2 separate regions of the Mus musculus genome follow, and region 1 is linked to region 2. The links are chromatin contacts, called in public HiCAR-type maps. All regions are on one chromosome and are shown on one strand. Each heading gives the region's core, a stretch centred on a gene start, on an enhancer-like site or on the middle of the called end of the contact. The rest is flanking DNA. Distances are from core to core; before and after follow the strand shown. Region 1 holds the start of Pabpc4l (poly(A) binding protein, cytoplasmic 4-like). Region 2 holds the start of Pcdh10 (protocadherin 10).

What was found. HiCAR-type assays count read pairs that join an accessible place to other places.
Region 1: a contact with region 2 is called in a HiCAR-type map of astrocytes, with 6 times the contacts expected there. The contact joins the promoter of Pabpc4l here to the promoter of Pcdh10 in region 2. A contact is called at or near these places in 8 of 39 promoter capture datasets (cranial neural crest, embryonic stem cells, frontonasal cranial neural crest and 4 more), 6 of 484 Hi-C or Micro-C datasets (embryonic stem cells, myocytes, neural progenitor cells and 1 more), 4 of 115 datasets of contacts at active chromatin or transcription factors (astrocytes, craniofacial prominence, embryonic forebrain and 1 more) and 1 of 9 other capture datasets (embryonic stem cells).

What each region holds. Positions count from the first base shown.
Region 1 is chr3:46,445,620-46,449,523 of GRCm38.p6, reverse strand. Pabpc4l (poly(A) binding protein, cytoplasmic 4-like) reads left to right here and starts at 1,583. Exons shown (of 2, transcript NM_001101479.1): 1 at 1,583-1,707; 2 at 2,235-3,904. The coding sequence starts at 2,317. The coding sequence ends at 3,429.
Region 2 is chr3:45,376,417-45,380,412 of GRCm38.p6, reverse strand. It overlaps Pcdh10 (protocadherin 10), which reads right to left and starts at 2,015. Exons shown (of 5, transcript NM_001098172.1): 1 at 1-2,015. The coding sequence starts at 1,160. It overlaps 2610316D01Rik (RIKEN cDNA 2610316D01 gene), which reads left to right and starts at 2,153. Exons shown (of 9, transcript NR_045172.1): 1 at 2,153-2,271.

The DNA of each region.
Region 1 (3,904 bases), core at 334-2,833, 1.1 Mb before region 2:
AAATGCACACTTATTACTGATGCATTTTCTAGTGGAAGATACAGCTAATGGGTAGATTTCACAGGAATGGTTTTGAGTTCCAATTTAGAACAGAGCATTTTCACAGAACTGGGAAAGCAAGTGCAAAAAGGTATCTGAGTCTCTAGATGAAAACAAACAAACAAACAAACAAAACTAGGCAAACTGGCTCCGTAATCACTGGGATGCCCTGGGTACTGTGTCCAGCCTCCTAAGGCTCTCAAATTGTTTTCAGTGGTTGACTTTGGGTTCCATCTTAGACAAGAGACCAGGGGCATTTTCTGTAGAAAATTTATATCTCCTTTTAGATAAATCATTAGAAAATAGACAGTTTCATAATATTGTTTATTTATAATTCTTCTTCAACAGTCTGTCACATATTGGATGAGATATTCTAGCCTCCTGCATAGTTAGTTTTAAGTAGGCTAACATAAATTTCTATTTTATAGTGAAAATTGGAGTACTTTTTAATGTACATTGACAGTGGCTTTTCAGACAATGTCATTTTCTTCCCTAGGAGAAATACATATTATTTTTCTGGTTACATTAGAAAACACCGCATTAGTTCTGGAGTCATTAGATGCAAAATCCTTCTATCCCACATGTAAATCAGAGTATACAGACTGCCTGTGTCTCATTAGTTAGAACTGTTGAATCTCCCATCCATCTCAGCTATTGGACCAAAATCTGCTTTTAACTAAGGATTTTAGGCAATGTCTATGTTGATTAAACTTCGCAATGTATTAAATTTATTTTTGCTTTTGTTCTCTGACCAGTTCAATTCCTCAAGTAAATAATTTTGATTTTCTAAGGGCATCATGATTCGAATTGTAAGATGTTCTAGGAATCTTTCTTTCTTTCTTTTTTATTTAATGTTAGAAGAACTGGAGCCACTATTACAAGGATTCAATTACACTCTTGATACTTTGTCAACATTTCTAAATCTATTAATTTATTTAACATCTGCTGCACACTGAGTTAAACACGACTATCAATACAGCTTCAGTAACACCCTCATTTATTCCACAGGGTGAGGTATTCAATACATAGTGGGCACCCTGTAAATCACTCATTCCCAGAAATCTCTGAAAATAAAATACACGTGGCATATGTTTCTTGAAAGTAGTTTCTTGTAATCAGCTAGGAGATCGTGAGACAGTACAACTGTGTGAAAAAGAGAAACCTAGACTACCGGAAGAGATGCCGGGAAAAGTTTTCTTCACTCAGGGTTGAATCTGCCGTTTAAAAGGAAAATCTTTTAAAAGTTGACTTGCAAGAAAAGCAAGTGAGGCTCGAGTTTCCTGGGAGGAGGGAATGCAGATTCTGCAGAAAGTTGCTGGGCTAGCTATACGGTCCGGACCTGGTCAAGGCCATCACAGGTTGTTTCCAGGACTTCCAGGATCCCGATCTTTGCTTGGGAGGGCTGGCGTGGACAAAACAGACCGGTGGGTGTGGGTGTGGGGGTGCGCGCGCGCGGGGGGGAGCAGTCTGGTGGTGGGTTTCCCGGCCACACCCCCAGACGTTTTCTCCACCCATGACACCGCCTCTTTCCCTGAGCCCAGCTGCAGAGGCTGGGGAGCGAGCCAGAGGGGCGGGGGAGGAGCATGGTACCCCCCCAAAAAAGTGTGAAAGAGCAAACAGTGCTAGCCAGCGAGCTCCGGGTTCCTGCCGCCTGCAGTCCATAACCTGGTGAGCTTCAGTTTTCAGCCAGGATCGTCCCGGGCGCCTCTGGCCACCGGGGTGGGGGGTGGGGGGTGAGGGACGCGGCCCAGGCGGGCTCTCAGCCGCAGGGCGGGCGGCGTGGGTCGGGCTTCCTGCGCGGGACAGACGGGGGCCTGGGTTGCACGCCCCCCTCTGCCTTGCTCTCCCCAGGCTTGGCTGAAAGTTTAAGCCAGCAGAACACAGGAACACAGCACAGGGTCTGGGCCTGTTTGTGCTCCGAAACCAGCCACCAGCGCCTGGGATGGAGGCAGATGAAGGGCCTGTCCTGGCCAGCCACTTGTAAGTTGTTGCTGAGTTGGAAGGGAAGGAAAGCTGAGAGGTGAAGGCAGATTGCCAACTACCAGGAGAGGACATGGGTTTCTGGCTTTTTTTTTTTTTTTCTTTTGACTAGGTATTGCCTGGAAAGTGCAAGTGACCCTGTAGCTGGACCTCTAAGTGGTCTTTGGAGGCCACTGTGCAGGTCCTGAGTTTTGACTGCGCTTCCCCTCTTGCAGGAAGCTACAGCCTTGAGAGCTGCAGGCTTGTAGAGTTGGGGTCAAAAAAAGGAAATAAACCAAACAAGCCAAGAAGAAAAAGATGAGTCTGGAAGCTAAGTACCGTGCAGCTTCCCTCTACGTGGGTGACCTCCACGAAGATGTCACGGAGGACATGCTCTTCAGGAAGTTCAGCACAGTGGGGCCGGTGTTGTCCATCCGAATCTGCAGGGACCTGATTTCCCAACGTTCACTAGGCTACGCCTATGTCAATTTTCTCCAGGTTAATGATGCCCAGAAGGCCTTAGTCACCATGAACTTTGACGTGATCAAAGGTAAATCCATTCGTCTCATGTGGTCTCAACGGGATGCTTGCCTGAGGAGATCGGGAGTCGGGAATGTGTTTATCAAGAATCTGGACAAATCCATTGATAACAAAACCTTGTATGAACACTTCTCACCTTTTGGAACGATCATGTCTTCCAAGGTGATGACTGATGGAGAAGGCTCCAAGGGCTATGGCTTCGTGCACTACCAGGACCGGAGAGCGGCAGACAGGGCCATTGAGGAGATGAATGGCAAGCTGCTGAGGGAGAGCACTTTGTTCGTGGCCAGATTCAAAAGCCGTAAGGATCGGGAGGCTGAGCTCAGAGACAAACCAACCGAGTTCACTAATGTGTATATCAAAAACTTTGGAGATGACGTAGATGATGAGAAGCTCAGGGAAGTTTTCAGCAAATATGGCCAAACTTTGAGTGTTAAGGTGATGAAAGATGCCACTGGGAAGTCCAAAGGCTTTGGATTTGTGAGTTTTGATAGCCACGAGGCTGCGAAAAACGCAGTTGAAGACATGAATGGACAGGACATAAACGGGCAGACGATTTTTGTAGGCAGAGCCCAGAAGAAGGTAGAACGACAGGCTGAGTTAAAGGAAATGTTTGAGCAGATGAAAAAGGAAAGAATCCGTGCACGCCAGGCAGCTAAGCTCTACATTAAGAACCTGGATGACACCATCGATGATGAAACACTGCGCAAGGAATTTTCAGTCTTTGGGTCCATTTGCAGGGTTAAAGTGATGCAGGAAGCAGGGCAGAGCAAAGGCTTTGGCTTAATCTGCTTCTTCTCCCCGGAGGCAGCGGCGAAAGCAATGGCTGAGATGAACGGCCGCATCCTTGGCTCCAAACCCCTCAACATTGCACTGGGACAGAAGCACTGAGCCCAACATGATCCTACCTCGCAATCTGAGAAGCAGCTAGGAGAACGATACTGCTCTCCATCTTTCCGGTGCTATAAGGAAGGGTAATCTTGAAAAAACCCAGTGGCTGCTTAATTTACTGCAATCGTGCAAGGAAATGTCTATACGAAAACATTTCGTTTTATGTGAATGAAAAAAAAATGTACGTTAGAAGTTTGATTTGTTTTACAGAGCATATCTTCAAAAAAATTTAAAAATTCTTATTTTCTACTACTTAGAACCGTTTAGTTGGTTACATTCATATTACATTTTGAATTAAGTGAACCAAATGCTTGTCTCTATTGAATATTTTATTCTTTCAGGTTAATAACTGTGAGCTTTAATTTCTCCTATAAAAATTGCCCATAACAAATTTAATTTTTTTAAACTAACAAGAATCTTTTAACTTTTTTTTTTTTTTTTTTTTTTTTGCAATTCAAAATGTAGAAATTGGTAG
Region 2 (3,996 bases), core at 766-3,265:
GAGTCCCGATCGGTCACGCTGAACAGAGCCACCACCGTGCCAGGGGCCGCACCCTCGCTCACCGCCTCTTTCACTGTGCTGAAGCTGATCTCTGGTGCGTTGTCGTTGGCATCCAGCACTCTCACCAGAACCTTGCAGTGCGCAGGCACAGCATTGGGACCCAAGTCCTTGGCTTGGACATACACCTGATACACTGGGCTCTCTTCATAGTCCAGCTCGCCGCTCACCTCCAGCCGGCCGGTGCGCGGCGACAGTCCGAAGAGCTCCCGAGCCCTGGGTGAAATGTGACTACTGAACGAGTACACGACCTCGCCATTCTGGCCTTCATCAGGGTCGGTGGCATTAAGCTGGATCACTAGCGTGCCAGGGGGAGAATTCTCTGGTAGGGAAACTGTGTAGACGGGTTGGTCAAAAGCGGGCACATTGTCGTTGGAGTCGAGCACTCGGATGGTGAGCAAGGCCGTGCCAGTACGCTGCTGCTGGGGGGGCAGGCCGGCTCCCCCACCGCCTCCCCCTCCTTCCCCTCCTCCTCCCCCTCCTCCCCCGTCCACCGCGGTCAGCACGTAGCGGTGCACCGCTTGCTGTTCTCGGTCCAGTGGCTTCTCCAGGACCAGTTCGGCGAATCGGTTGCCATCTCCCTGGGTCTGTACGTCTAGCGAGAAGTAGCTATTTGGGGTTATCTCGTAGTCTCGCAAGGAGTTGGTCCCCACGTCTGGGTCGAAGGCGCTCTCCAAGGGAAAGCGGGTGCCTGGCGTGGCGCTCTCTGAGATCTCCACTGTCAGGTCGGGCTCTGGGAAGGAGGGAGGGTTGTCATTGATGTCCAGCACTTCGATCTCCACTCGGAACAGCTCCAGCGGGTTCTCCAGAAAGACCTCCAGGTGCAGGACACAAGAGGGGCTCTGCTTACAGATTTGCTCGCGATCTATCTTCTCGTTTACGTACAGAACCCCGGTCTCCAGATTGAGGTCCAAGTAAGGGGTCCGTGAGTTGGCCACCGTCTGAAACCTGCGAGCTGAAAGTTTTGTAATGTCCAAGCCCAGGTCTTCAGCGATATTCCCCACGAAAGTGCCATGTTCCTGCTCTTCCTGCACAGTATAATGAAGCTGGGAAAAGACTCCGTCCACCATCCAGAGCAAGGCAAAGAATAACAGCACAATCATTTCCAAAAGGAAAAGGAAGCAGCTCCCCTGTAGCCAGCCAGCCACCCCGATCACCGCCCCCCAACCACCACCACAAAAAGAATAATAATAATCTAAAAAATATAAATAAAAGTGTGCTGCGTGGGGGGGGGGCTCCTGTGGCTGTATTAAAATTTTGATTCCTTTTGCTTCATTTTAGAGCGTCTCCAAATCGAGCCTCATTTTTCAATCTTAGCGCAGAAAGGGTGACAGATGTCCCCTATGCTCAGCCGTAATCTTCCCACTGACCAATTAATAAAATAACGATCATACAATAGTCAGCCTCCTTTATTCCGACAGTGTTGGCGCAACGCGGCGCTGGCAAATCCCAAGGAGGAAATTTCGATATTTCAAGACTGTCCTAGGTTTGTCTTCCTGCTGATGGGAGGAGAATGTGGAGGAGGAAGAAGAGGAGAAGGAGGAAGATGAAGAGGAAAAGAAGGTAGAGGAGATGCTGCCGGCACCACTGAACATGCCTCTTGATATCAACGGCTGGCAAACGCGAGCGGGGTTAAAGACAGCGAGAAAAATTTTTGCTGGAAAAACACGGAGCCGTTCTGCAGCATAAAACTTTCATTCTCTTCATTTCTCCGGATGGACGTTCCTCTTGTCATTTTCTTCCCTCTGTCTCTCTTTGCATCTCTTGGCTTTCATAGTCTTGTGTCTATTCTCAACTTCACTGGCTCTGGCTTTGCGTGAACACAACCAGCTATTTCTTTTCTGCTGTTTCCTTTGCAAGCCTCTCTCCCTCTAACCTGCCTCTTCTCCTCTCAGTCCATCCTGCCTCCTGCTTCAGCCCCAATGCTTGTGATCTCGGCTGGCAGTTTCTGAGCTCCGAGCGCTCCGCTTCTCTGTTTTTGCGCAGCGCCCTCATTCTGCCAACCAATCGCCGAGGAGCACCACCCACCGAGCGACTGTTCGTTGGCTAAAGTGGCCGTCAAGTAGTTACGTCACGCGGCAGCCAGGAGGGGCGGGGCAGAACGCTCGCTTTGGCTGCGGGAGTGAGTGTGAGTGTGAGAGCAAGAACAGCCCGCAGGTCCCGAGGCGCTTGCAGGGGACTCTGCCGCGGAAAGTTCCCAGTCCCCAGCCGCAGGTAATGGGCAGGGAATAAGAGAGGTTCCCCTGTTTGCATCAGCAAATACGAAAACATAATAGCAACAGCTGCGGTAGCCTCTCCAAGGAGCGGGGTTTCCAGTGACGCTAACATTCTTTTTTTCCTTTAAGGTGTTTTCCCTCCTGCTGATCGTGGAAAGAAATCACCAAGAAGAGGGGAAAGTTGCCCCGGGGCCGGTAGTCATGTAGGGGTTACCAAAGCAAGGGACTCTGGCAGAGATGCGCGCGGACAATTTAAATGCCGGCATAAAATGGCATGTGTCAATCAAAGCTAGAGGGTCAGAAGGGGAGGTGTGGGGAGGATAGACCAGGCTGCAAAGGGAGTGCGGAGGTGAATTCCCCCTAAAGCGGAGGGATTCAGACCAAGGGACTTGGGGCGACAGCTCCTATAGACGGGCAGATGGTTGAACGTCTACCCATCTAATGTCTACCCACAAAATGCTTGGTTACTAAATTAACTCGTTTGGGGACATTGCTTCGAACTGTGAGTACCCCAGTCAAGGACTGGGGGCTTCTTTGTAGTTTATGCATGGGAGCCCGCCATCGTTAAACCCACTCTAGGGCACCGGATCCAGCACCACCCATCACAGCGAGGCGCTAGCAATATCCCTGCGCCTCGCCTGGCCCCGCGCCAGGCAGCAGTGGCGAGCGCGGGCTTTTCTTTTCTTTTCTTCTTTTGCCTGATTTCTGTTTTAATTATTTATTTTTCTTTTACCCTTGGTGATCCATCCCTGCCTCCATAACTAGAGGGGGTGTGGGAAGAAGGTACATGCCCAGCCCGAAGACAGCTCTCTGGAGAATGACCGTGGGGTGGCCGCGAGGGCGGGCGGGGCGGTGCACACGCACACGGGGGATAGAGTGTGCACCGCTGCGGGAATCCACCGGCACGTTTGCACATTCCTGGTGCTGGCCCTCGTCCTCGCTGGCTGGCCACAAGCTGAGTTCGGTGCGAATCCCTGGGGAGCAGTCCGGGGATTCTGAGCCGCGCGCCTGACTAGCCACGGGTATCCACACGCCCAGTTCCCGGGAAGTTATAAGGCGGCGGGAACGAACTCTCCGCTGCTGGGAGAGCCCGCTGAATGCCTGTCCTTCAAGGATAAATATCGAAGAATACGTTTTAATACTTATCAACGTGCTGCCCGCAAGGAATAGGTTGTTTATTTTCCGGAGGAGCCGTTTAAGCCAAAGACTAGAATGACTCCCTAGAGGCTTCCCGGTAATGAATGACCCAGGAGTAACGCTACAGCAACCGAAGGGAAGGAATGGTACCACCCCTCCCCCTATACTGCCCTCCCCTCCCACCCCCCACCCCGCCCGCAAGGTACGCTACAGTGCCTTCTGGAAAGAAATTAGGAGTGCGCGTCCCCACGCGTGATTGACAGCGAGGCGTGCTCGGACCACTCGGGAGAGTCCGTGTTTAACGGCCTGTTCCCCTACCCCTACCACTTGCCTCTTGCGGAGAGATGGGTTCTACCTTTAAGAGGGTAGGTGGAAAAGGAGCCAGCAAACATGGCTAAGCCTTTTCCAGCTGCATTGAATTGACCATCCGCCAAAACCAAACCGCTACAGTTTAAAATGATTTTAGCGTCACGTCTGCGGCGGAGAATGAAGCGGCAGAGCAGAAAAAGGACCTGTGGATCAATGAAAAGGGGCTCAGAGTGTATCCGAATATTAATACACTGTGGCCATCTGTGCTTCCCGCCCC